Regions from separate parts of the Rattus norvegicus genome. Here region 2 is linked to region 1. A link is a contact called in public Hi-C data. All regions are on one chromosome and are shown on one strand. Each heading gives the region's core, a stretch centred on a gene start, on an enhancer-like site or on the middle of the called end of the contact. The rest is flanking DNA. Distances are from core to core; before and after follow the strand shown. Region 1 has its middle 83 kb from the start of Btc. Region 2 holds the start of Epgn (epithelial mitogen).

The links. A called contact is a pair of places that touch in the nucleus more often than the background predicts.
Region 2: a Hi-C map of the A7r5 cell line shows a contact between it and region 1, with 10 times the contacts expected there. The contact joins two enhancer-like sites. A contact is called at or near these places in 5 of 12 Hi-C or Micro-C datasets (the A7r5 cell line, kidney, liver and 1 more).

The regions. Positions count from the first base shown.
Region 1 is chr14:17,072,676-17,079,279 of GRCr8, forward strand. No RefSeq gene overlaps it. Among named protein-coding and RNA genes, the nearest start is that of Btc, 83 kb to the left of the region's middle. Within about 2 kb of position 1,621, at least 5 of the 93 cell types and tissues checked have an H3K27ac peak or open chromatin away from gene starts, as enhancers often do. A contact at or near this core is called in the A7r5 cell line, where this site is marked.
Region 2 is chr14:17,364,387-17,370,460 of GRCr8, forward strand. It overlaps Epgn (epithelial mitogen), which reads right to left and starts at 4,614. Exons shown (of 5, transcript NM_001305170.1): 1 at 4,315-4,614; 2 at 3,614-3,703; 3 at 273-393. The coding sequence starts at 4,444. Within about 2 kb of position 1,300, at least 2 of the 93 cell types and tissues checked have an H3K27ac peak or open chromatin away from gene starts, as enhancers often do. A contact at or near this core is called in the A7r5 cell line, where this site is marked.

The DNA.
Region 1 (6,604 bases), core at 371-2,870:
CTGTAGGCTTCTTGTATGTTTATGGGCATCTCTTTCTTTAGGTTAGGGAAGTTTTCTTCTATAATTTTGTTGAATATATTTATTGGCCCTTTAAGTTGGGAGTCTTCACTCTCTTCTATACCTATTATCCTTAGGTTTGATCTTCTCATTGTGTCCTGGATTTCCTGGATGTTTTGTGCTAAGAGCTTTTTGCATTTTACATTGTCTTTGACAGTTTTGTTATTCTTTTCTCTGGTTCCTTCTGCCCCTGTGATTCTCTCTTCTATCTCTTGTATTCTTTTGGCGATGCTTGTCTCTATGACTCCTGATCTCTTCCTTAGGTTTTTTATTTCCAGGATTGTCTCCCTTTGTGCTTTCTTTATTGTTTCTATTTCTATTTTTAAATTCTGGACGGTTTTGTTCAATTCCTTTGCTTGTTTTGTTGTGTTTTCCTATAATTCTTTCAGGGATTTTTGTGTTTCCTCTTTAAGGGCTTCTACTTGTTTACTTGTGTTATCCTGCATTTCTTTAAGGGAGTTCTTTATGTCCTTCTTAAAGTCCTCCATCATTATCATAAAATGTGATTTTGAATCTAAACCTTGCTTTTCTGGTGTGTTTGGATATCCAGTATTTTCTTCGGTGGGAGAACTGGGCTCTGATGATGCCAAATATTCTTGCTTAAGAATATTTCTGTTGCTTAAGTTCCTACACTTGCCTCTAGCCATCGGTTGTCTCTGGTGTTTGCTTCTCTTGCTATTTCTGACAGTGACTTGACCCTGCTGTAGGCCTCTGTGTCAGCACTCCTATAAAACTGTTTTCTTGTTTTCTTTCAGCTGGCTCTGGGACCAGGTGCTCTGATCTCAGGTGTGTAGGTGCTCCAGGTGACTGTCTTTCAGCTCTAGGTGCAGGCAGGAATCAGATGGCTCCTGCCCCTGACTGCTCTTAGGTCCTTGCACCTGGGGTGCCAGCTGGCACTAGGTGAGTCCCTCTTGGGTGGGGAATGTGGGCAGAGGGTAGTCTCCTCTGATTTCTCAGGAGTGTCCACACTTCTGAGGGTCCAGCTCTCTTCCCCCATGGGATTTGAGTGCAGGGAGCTGTTTGACCTGTTCAGTTCAGTTCTAGGCACAGACCAGAACTGCAGGTACAGGCAGCTGACTGTTCCTATATTCCTATGTCCAGAGGCACTATGCAGTTTCCTCTTGGACCAAGGATGTGGGCAGAGGTAGGCAGAAGTGATAGTCTATCCTGCGGTCTCAGGATGTCTGCACTTCTGGGTGTTCAGCTCTCTTCCCCATTGGATTTGGGTGCAGGGAACTGTGGGATGGTATTTGTTCGGTTCTGGGCACAGCCAGCCCTATTTTTTAAATTTATTTATTTTTATTCTTTAATCCTTTTTAATAATCCAGACTTCATCCCCCTCCTGGTCTGCCGCCAAACTGCTCCCCATCACATACACCCCTCCATCTCCAAGAGGATGCCCCCCGACACATACACCCTTACCAGGCCTCCCCATTCCCTGGGGCCTCAAGTCTCTCAAGAGTTAGTGCATCTTCTCTCATTGAGTCCAGACCAGGCAGTCCCTTTGTGTATGAGTCAGAGGCCTCATATCAGCTGGTATGTGCTGCCTGGTTGATGGCTCAGTGTCTGAGAGATCTCGGAGGTCCAGGTTTGTTGAGACTGCTGGTCTTCTTTATAGGGTTGCCCTCCTCCTCAGCTTCTTCCAGTTTTCTCCCAATTACAACACAGGGGGCTCTGGCTTCTCTCCATTGGTTAGGTGCTATTAATCTGTATCTGATAATAGCTGCTTGTTGGACCTTTTAGAGGGTAGCCATGCTAAGAATTTTGCTATTGTTATGAATCATAATGTAAATATCTGTGTCTTCTGATGGTCTCAGGTCACCCCTGTGGAAGGGATTTAGATATAACTGACGCATCAAGGCTGAAAGATAAGAAGGCAGCACACTGTACTGAGATTGGGTACCCAAGGAAAGGCACAGATGGGTGAGCTTGCTGCTCTGTTGTTTCTTTGCCCCCTTTATCCCAGATTGATACTGGAAGAAGCTGGTAGCCCAGGAATATGGATGAAAGTGCCAAACCACAAAACCAATCTGCAGGCTCCAGCTGCAGCCTGTGCTCTACTCAAAGGTACAGGAAGTAGGCATCTGAGCAACCTAGCACTTTTGGACAACAGCCACGCTCCCCCTCAGCCAAGCAGGGAGAGTGGAGTCCCTCTGACAACCAAGACAGAGTGTGGAGTTATACTTATGACAAACCCCTAAATTATAACGAATAAAACACACAGACGTTATATACACAATGCTATACAATTCTGACTCAAAACTCAGAGAAGATCCAGGTAAATGGAGAAATGGCATCATCATGCATTGGAAGACTCTAGAGAACATAGATTCTAATTTTCTCAAAGCTGATGTCAAGGCCTTTTTTTTTTTTAATGTGACGAAATAAAATGTAATAAGATGAAGCAAAAACCATAATGTAGACGTTGAATAAGTCAACCCAAGAGAAAAAAAAAAGAGTTCGAAGAGTAGGCACAAGTATCAAGACCCACTCATCCCCACACTGAGGAGTCCCATACAGACACCAAGCTGATGGTTATAACATATATGCAGAGGACGTGGTGCAGACGCATGCTGGCCCTGTGCTTGCTGCTCCTATCTCTATGAACTCATATGCACCTTGCTTAGCTGATTCAGTGGGCCTTGTTCTCCTGGTGTCTAACCCCTCTGACTCTTACCATGCCCTCTTCTGTGGAATTGAGGGGAGGGATTTAATGGAGACACCCCATAGAGACCCTCCTCTTGATGTCTGGCCACAGGTCTCTGCATCTGTCCTCACCTGCTGCCCGAGGAAGCTTCTTGGATGACGATTGGTTATGGCAATTTTCTCAAAACTGATGTCAAGATTTAATATAATTCTTGTCACAAGTCAGAAAGATTTTATTTTTTAGACATTGATGATATCGTTCTAGATTTATATAGGGAGGCAAAAAAACATCCCCCACTGGAATATTTAAAATTATATCAAAGAAGAGAAGTAAAGGGAAAAGTCATTCTGCTTAGTTCACATTATGTAGGTTTAGTAGCCCACCTATGTAGCACTAAGGGGACGGACACAAGGACAAACAGAGGAAGTGGCAAACCTTAGAAAACCACATGCGAAGATGTTGGATTTTCTTGTTTTATTGCAGTAAAATGCATATGAGACAAAAATCTGGCACGTTAACTGTATTTACATTTGGTCGATGATGCTAAATGCTTTTAGTGTGTTATCTCTCCACCATCCAGCCCCTGGCTCTTGTCAATCCCATTTCACAGTGATTCCGCGTGTTCCCTACCCAAGATCCCAGCCATCACAGCTCTGCTCTCTGTGGCCAAGCTGACTGCTCTGGCTTCACACGGTGGATACCTAAGTACCCACTGGGGATTTCCTTGCTTCACACAACAGAGTCCTACAGATCTGTCCAGGTTGTAACACATGTCAGAATTCCCTGTTAAAGGCTGAGTAATGCTCTACCATGCATACACCTCACATCCAGTTCTTGTGTTGGTGGACAGGTAGTTTCTGCCTTTTGGTGAAACTCTGAGAAGGACTTAGAAGTTTCCTATGAATATGGGAGAACAAAATCAGACTGTGCCTCCCCATAGAAATACTCACAGAACTGCGGCCTCTCTTTTTATGCCAATTCTATTACTAAGGCTTTGAGAAATGCTATTCTGCTGTTCACTGTGCCTGCATCATTTTGCAGTTGCTGCCAACGATGCCCAGGGTTAAGATTCCCTCTCCTCATCTGTTTGGGGCAAATATGTACCCTTTGAACCAACTGACTTTGCGACAATAACATCACTTTTTGTTTCTTTGGTACTTTCCCAACTCTATTCCGTATTCATTGTTCTCCCACTGTAATAGCCACAACACTGACTAAAATCTTACAGCTTGAGGGTCCAGGCTGGGGCCATGATGATATGTCCTTTCTCCCAACCTCAGCTGTTGTATAAGTATCAGGAATGATGTCCCTGATCTCTTTTTCTCCATGGGCAGAAGTTATAGCAACCTGAGCAGTTTCTTACGGGGCGGTTACAGATTTAGACTGCTTTGTACGTGCAGCCGTTACAGCATCAGCATCCAACGTCACAGCTCTCCTGGCTTCTACTGAGCACCGAGACTGATCTTCACCACGCCTTCTTCGGCTGAGGAGGTGGTAGAGCCATCTCCTCCGTAGACATACTAGTGGAGACGTAATCCACATCGGTAGCTGCTTCAGAAGCTAGATATGCACCGGCTGTGACAAACGGCCATTGCTTCCACAGACATGTCCCCATAAAAATATATGTTCCCCCAACACCCTATACACCCTATACACCAGCGTTCCAGCTTTGAGACAGTCCAGATGTCCTTTGCCAAGAACGCAGTGGAACAAATGTCGGTGCAGCCACATTGTGGGACACTACTCAGTGATGAGAAGCATGGAACTGATACACACTACAGCTCGGATGAAAGCCAGTCTCAGAAGATTGCAGCCCTCCGTTTTTACGATAACGTTCTTGAAATAACAGAATTAGAGGCATGTAGAAGAGAGTAATGATTGCCAAGTGAGAGAAGGTTAAACAGGGGATATGGGGTGCATGCAAAGAGGAAAGGAGGAGGCTGTTCGGGGGTCTCAATGGTATGAGCTTCCTGCATCTAAATTTCTCTTGCTTCGTGGTTCTGAGTTTAATGTTATACTGAGGCTTTGCAAAATGTTTCCTTTTGCATCTATGGGAAAAGAGCACACAGCATCTCTGTGTCATTTTCTACAGGTGCGAATTAACTTGTAATTATCTGAAAGCAAACGCTTAATGGGATGACTAGTTTTTAAAACGGAAGAATTACTTATTGTGTTAATTTGCCAGCAGCAAGAAATAGTAAATATATTTAATATTCTTGCTATTGTGATAGGATGTTCAGATTCATTTCAGGCAAAGTGTTGGCTGGAATTAGTTGGATCACAGGGTAGCTAAGAGTGTTTATGGCATTCAAAATCACAATTCATTGAATTGTGGAAGGTCATGGGCGCCTGTTCTGCAGCACTTAGAAATTACCACAAGAGGGCGCAATGATCCCAGCTAATTATACGGACAGTGGCATCAGGTGGCACTAAAGAAGACCAGGAAGTAAATTGACTAATGTGAAAATACATAGGAAAGATGTTGTATATGCAGCCTTTTAACCCAGACGCTTTCTCTGGAATGCACCTGCTGTTAGTTTTTTTGTTTTGTTTCTTTTGTTTGTTTGTTTGTTTCTTTCTTTCTTTCCTTCTTTTTATTGGCTATTTTATTTATTTACATTTCAAATGTTATATCCCCAACAAGTCTCCCCTCCCTCAGCAAATCCCCTATCCAAGCCCCTCCCCCTGCTTCTATGAGGGAGCTCCCCGACCCACTCCCTCCCTCCTGCCTCTCTACCCTGGCATTCCCCTATGTTGGGACATTGAGCCTTCACAGGACCAAGGGCCTTTCCTCCCATTGATGCCCGACAATGCCATCCTCTGCTACATATACGGAGGAGCCATGGGTCGCTCCATGTGTACTCTTTGGTTGGCGGTTTAGTTCCTGGGAGCTCTGGGAGGTCTGGTTGGTTGATAACATTCGTAAGGGGTTGAAAATCCCTTTCGCTCCTTCAGTCCTTCCCCTAACTCCTCCATTGCAGACCAGTCCCCATGCTCAGTCCCATAGTTGGCTGCAAGCATCAACACCTGAGTTGGTCAGGCTCTTCTTAAGGTCTGTAACTCAGATGATAGAAACTGATAGCAGCTGGCTGTGTTAAAAGAGGAGAAGCGGGTCCTGAATGGCAAACAGGGAGGATGGTTCTATCCAGCCTCTAAAGCTTCCGAAAGGAGACCTCTTCCTCACTTCTTGTGTAGATGTTCCGGCTCTGCTAGACTACAGGTATGCTCAAAGCACCCATACAACTAGGTACCCAATTTGTAACTGAACACCGGGATGCCCTCCCATTTGGAAGTGTAGATTGACAAGCAAAATGGTGGCCTGGAAGATCCGTTCCGTTTTACGGATGAAGTCAAAGATGGGATGGGGTGCAGGTGAGTTTTGGATGTGATATTGCTACGCAGAACTCTTTGAAGGGCTAATCTAATGGACATTCTCTGAGGCCTCATCTTCCTTCTTTTAGGGGGTGGGGAGAAATATGCCTGGATGGTGGAAAGAGACTGACCAAAGGCAGAAACTGGCTCCCTTCAACCACTCAGTCACCCAGAAGACTGGGAGAGTTCCTGGAGGCATGCAAGCCAAGGAGGCGGAGACAAAAGCCACGCCTACTTGCAGGAGCCTTTGCCTACACCAGGGGGAAGACTTGGGACTCTGGAAGTAGCAGATTCCCAAAAGAGAGTGCGCAAGCTTCTAACCAAACCTACAGTCTGGAGCCACTGGACATGTGGGAAACTTCTTCCTCCTCTCGGCCTATCCCTTGCTCCTGATGGCTCTCATGGGCTAAGCCAAAGCAAAGGTATTAGAACAGGGAACATGCAACAGGGAAATGGGAGAAAATCGGATCTGAGTTCAGAATTTTGAATAAGTTAGACATGGTCACGTATGTCTATGTCCACTACTGG
Region 2 (6,074 bases), core at 50-2,549, 290 kb after region 1:
CCCAACATGGCCGCTTGAACATGACTTGAACAAGGACGTCAACAGACAAGCTAATGTGGACCAGGGTTGAGGTAGGACTCATGATTTCTCAACCCAATATGAAGAATTATGGGTAACTAAGGAATGCTGGGAACAGGAGGAGTAGTCTTCCCCAGGGAAGTACAATTCCTATTGGCCAACAAGAACCATTTATAGTGGACAAGACAGAGCAGTTTGCAACTGCTTTACCTTCTCCCATCTCTAAGACTTGCTAAGTTCGGTGCAGTAGTTACCTGCAGATGGCTTTCTTCAGCTCATGGTGGAATGCGCATGCTCCGTTAATGCAGTAACTATTATGGTCTTCCAGACAGGGATGGGAGAACTTCAAAGCTACAGGTTCTTCTATGTAGTCAGCTAGGAAAAGGGGATACATTAATTAACATTTAAATGTGTCCACTTTCATAATACAAGCTCAATACATATGTAAAGAGACCTTTTATTTCAAGAATATTTTAGATGCTTTATCCTTGGAAGTGTTGGGATTTTTTTGGGGGGGGAGGGGTGTCCTATCTAAAAGGTTGGGTTCCTTGTTGCTCCACACATTGTTAATTAGTTATAGGGTGGAGGTGGATTAGGATTGTCCCATTCTTTACAAGCGACACAATAAAGCATAGAGATGAGTTGGTCAAGAGGTGGCAGCATTGGTTCTAGCTTAGGAGGAAGTTTTGAACCATGGTTCCCAATGTAACCAATGTTAATTAGAGCAGACGGCCTCATATCACTTTGCATTTTCCCTGCATATCCCTAGGGAGTAATATGTCACCCCCTAGGGATGTAACTTTGCTCAATAATAAAATAGATGTTTATTTCCTCTTTAGAGGAGAGGATGAAAATCCCCTCTTTCACTCTTCCATGAACTTCCAGGAAATGCTGACTAGAGAGGGAACATTTTCATTGATTAGCTAGAGGGGGGCTGCCAACGCTTGATATAAGAAGTCAGAACCAGTGTGGGCTCAGGTGGCCACAGGTAATGGCAACACTACAACAGACTAAGTGAACGTTCTGCTCAGTTAAGAGGTGTTGTGGAGAAGTGGCAAAGCCCTGGGGGATGGGATCTGTAGCAGCTTTTTCTTTCTTTCATTTCAACACTGCAAAAATGACCATAGTGTGTAGTTAGTGACCAGAAACCTCCTCACGGGACACCCGTGTCAGGAAAGGGTACTCTGGAAAATCATCTGGGTTTCAGGATGCTACTGGTACTGGCATGCGAGCCGGAACACCTACTCGCACCATCCTTGGTGCTGATGCAATGGGAAAGACTCTTTGGGAAAACCGCATAATTGAATCATTGCCATCTTTAAACTTTTAAGTACAATTGGTGGCATCTTATGGTGTGTTAAGTGCATAAATCCACCTCCTTACTATTAGTCATTCCCCACACTATACTACTGTATGTGCATTCTTACAGAGGCTAAGGCAATCCTACTTAAGTGTCTTTTTGGGGGGAAAAACAGACTTAAAAACGTTCCTTCTCGTGTGAAAAAATATTAAATCTCTATATACCATCAAGATACCATATCACTTTGCTTAGAGAACACATACCAGAACTTAACATTGACATTCAGATTTGCAGACTGTGATATTTTTAACTTAATTTATCCCTTTAGGAATTTATTTGGAGACATTGAGAATCTCTGCCAGAGCCTGAAAAATACAGAGGTGGATGCTCACAGCCAACCGTTGGACTGAACACAGGGTCCCCAATGGAGGAATTAGAGAAAGGACTGAAGGAGCTGAAGAGATTTGCAACACCATAGGAAGAACAACAGCATCAACCAACCAGACCCCACTGGAGCTCCCAGGAGCTAAACCACCAACCAAAGAGTACCCATGGATGGACCGCGGGCTCCAGGCACATATGTAGCAGAGGATAGCCTTGTTGGGCATCAGTGGGAGAAGAGGCCCTTGGTCCTGTGAAGGCTTGATGCCCCAGTGTAGGGGAATGCCAGGGCAGGGAGGTGGGAGTGGGTGAGTGGGTAGGGGAGCACCCTCATAGAAGCAGGGGGGAGAGGGAATGGGATGGAGGTTGGCAGATTGGAAACCAGGAAAAGGGATAACATTTGAAATGTAAATAAATAAAATATCCAATAAAAAGAAGAGAATTTTTCATTCAAATTGTACTGAGTTATTCTTAATTTAAAACAAACCGAGTTCACTCAAGCAAATCTAAAGAATTCTCTTGAAAATATGAGAATTTGAAAGAAACCATTTCCAGAGAAAGGGCACCCCAGAGAGACTCATTTTTCCTTGGAGGGGAAGAAGTTAGTTATAATTTCATCAAAGCGTTTATAAGATATAAGATGTATATTTTTAAGTTAAAAAGCAAAACAAGAGGCAATAGCCCACTGTTAGATACTTAGCATGCACAAGGCTCTGTCTGTCCCAGCATTGCAACAAAGCAGGGGAAAATACAAACTTTTTTCCACAAAGAAAGCAAAGGAAAGAAATAGCTCCTCCCTTTCTTCATTGCTGTTGTTATGTAAATCAGAGACTTCATTTACAGCTCAGCAATCGGAGAGAGGAAAAGGGTAAGACTTGCTGGAAACAAGTCTATGACATCAACCATTGAGATGAAACCATGTCCTCAAACTTTCTTATATTTTAGGGTTGTGGGCCCAGCCTTTAATGGCTGAGCCATCTCTCCAGCCTATCTTTAAATTTTCTACACATTCTTTTTTAGCAAAATCAACATCCAAAAGCCAAATGGGCAACACAATTTTTTTAGGCGTTTAAAATTATTGGCAAAATGGGGATCAGTTAGGGATTCCCCTTTTTTCATTTTCAGAAAAGAACCATTTGGCTTCATCTTCTTTTCTTGGCTAGACCCTGAAGACAAAATAAAGAGTTCCTGGGTCCTGGTTTATCATCATCTCTCTATCAGGGGCCATTATGAGTTCTGTGAGAGACATTAGCCATTCAGACTCAGGTCTTGACAGGCAAGGAGCTCTCCAAGTTCATCTCTAGTTCAAATAATTTTGAAAGGTGTGCTACAATGCCATGCCCAGCAGGAGCAAGAAGTCTTTGTGATAAAGCACATTGAGATGGAAATATATGACCACCACCAATGATAACCAAAGCAAGGTTTGATCAGGAAATGCATCATATGCTAAAATGACAAGCCACAAGAAAAGGCCTTCCCAAAGATGAACAAAAGCACTGCTTCTTGTAGCTGTCATTTCTGTGGCTGCTAAGCTTCCTGTCCTAGGTCAAAATACAATGTCTCTCCTCTAGAATGTCAAAGTCATATTCAGTTACACCCAGTATAAAGGGTCATTGGGAGTCAAGCAGAATCCCAACGAACCCCATGGCAGGTCTCACATTTTAGGAGGATAGTGGAAGATAGGCAGCTTTTCTCACCCCTGCCTCATTCACTTCCTTCTTGTATATATTTTTTAAAAAGGCAACCCTTGGCAGACACACCTACCTGTCACTTCAGCTTAACTTCATCTCTCTGAAATAGCTGATTATCTAAAAAGATTTAGTTAAAAATTTTCAACTGTTCTCCGTCCTAATGCAACATTCTGCTGAAAGTTTGAAAGACGTCCCTTGAGCTAGAGTGGGAAGAAGAGGATACCTTCTGTGATGTTAAGTGTCCAGTCGCTCTGCTGCGTCGTCGTACTGGGAGGGACGGCCTCGGTTTCTTCACTCAGTGCTGCCTTCATTGCTGTGGTGGGGAGGGGGCGGGAGAAAGTCTTTCACAGGTGAGCTTCCTTTGTGTATTAACAACAGATCGGGGTTGGGGATTTAGCTTCCTTGCCTAGGAAGCGCAAGGCCCTGGGTTCGGTCCCCAGCTCCGGAAAAAAAAAAAGAAGAACAACAACAACAACAAAAAAAAACAGACCCAAAGGGGCTCTTATCCGGGAGGTTCCCATTTTCTGTTCTGGTTCTAACTCATTGCATTCACTGAAGTCCAGAACCTGACAAGAGCAGTTCCAGACTACTTTTTAGCTGTCCCCTTGACAAGAGTACAGTTATGGAAGACTAGAATACACTCATTCTCGGGAGAAAGTTCATGTATTCACATAACTCATTCAATCGCCACGCACAGCTTACTGTAGGACAGTAGCTGTTATCAAGTGTGCTTCAATTACATAAAGCAAACGCTTCAGGCAGAGAGAGACAGAGACAGAGACAGAGACAGAGAGATTTTCTATAAAAGCATAATTAACCCACACATCCCTTGTTCTGATCGTTGCCAGGAACAGCTTCGAATCCAGAGAACGAGATCTTCACATTTGGAGGTGGCACAAAGGTAATAAAAAGGAAATTACGCACCTTTGAACAGGAGGCAGACTGCTATGGGAACCCTCAGAGCCATATCCTGCAGCTGCCGAAGTTCTTTCTCTGGTCCTCCTAGACAGAAGGGTGGAGGGTTTTTACTGCGCGCTCTGAGCCTTTCTTCCATTTATATTTCACGAAGCGTCATTTGGCCGTTCTTACCAATCCGAAAACTATGTGCTCCTGGCAGCAGCGCGAAGCCTGCAGGCACTGGCACACTTGTTTAGGATACCTGTGTTATCTAGAGATGTGATCAAGTTCCCTCTTGAAACACTGGTTTCCTGTCACCTGTGGGCATAATCGTCCATGTAAATGTTCTTAAAGCTACAAAGATGAACGCGAATGAGGATAAGTCCCTGCTGCTGTGAACGGAGCCCCAGGTTTCCTAGCAGACTATGAAACATCACAGCCGAGATACCGGCAGACCAGAAGACACGATAATCAGTCTGTTAGGATCTGTGAAAGTCCCTGATGCCACCCCGATTACTTTTCATTATGGCCTCCAAAAAAAATGTACTAAGCATATTTTTAAAATATTTTGTTTCTATGGTTACAAAGAAGAACCAAATCTGTGTAAATAGCATGTTTGTTTCATTTTTATTTTTGTTACTTAGATGGATTTACGATAAAGTTTATTAGGTAAAATTACTTCTTACTATAACGTTAGCCTCTGTGTCGTTCTGGCATTTAATGCTTTATAAAGAAATCGGATGGACTGCTAAGTTCCAGGATCATGTGATTAAATCTGTCCTCATGGTCGGCTGCAGAGAATCAGTATATTAATAATATTGAAACTGTGTATGGTGGTAATAGCCATTATAAACTTTTCATTGAGGTAGCCTCTAGCTTGGCTAAATCTAATGAGCAGCTGGTCCTAATTGCACTCAAACTCAAGGTTTTTTGACTGTTTAGTCAGTAACGATTAAAAGGAGATTACAAAAGCCCAACTGTGTAATTATGCCTGTGCCTTTTTGTTTAAACCATAGGGGTTACTTGTAACTGCCCCAAATAACTTTGAATATATATGAATATCGTTTGCTAAAGTGGCATGCCTTCCTACCTGGAATTTTATTTGCTTATATTTTCTGAACATTGAAAACTTGTTCAGGATGGATTAGCGTGTGAATCATGTCCACCAAGCAAATTAGATTTATCAGAAAGGATCCCTTTCCATATTTAAATAAGAATTTGGCTTCAGGAATTACACAGGCATGAGCTTGTTGCACTCATTACAGCTTGGGCAATCACTTACCACAAGAGTCATCACTTTAAAGCTAAAAGGATATGTACCACTTGGCTTTCTGGTGTCTACACACTGTAGCTCTAGTTTTGTGATCTTAAAGAACTATTTAGTACATCAATTTCTGGGCATTATTTTTCACAAGAAAATAATAGTTGAATTATAAATCAAAATATTCTCTTAGCCCCTCGTGAAGAATTTAGAACACAACCAACTAAGGATTAAAATGCTATCGCAAGTCTTTTGATGTTTCTGGAAAAAAAAATGTTGGTATCTTATCTATCTATCCATCTATCTATCTATCTATCTATCTATCTATCTATCTATCATCTATTCATCTATCTATCTATTGTCTATCTACCTACCTGTCATCTATTTATCTGTGTGTTTGTATTAGAGAACAGGAGAGAGAGAGAGAGAGAGAGAGAGAGAGAGAGAGAGAGAGAGAGGATCAAACTGAGAACTTCATCACATATTAAGGAAGTTCTGCTGGTGTCAAATATACCCAATATCTTTA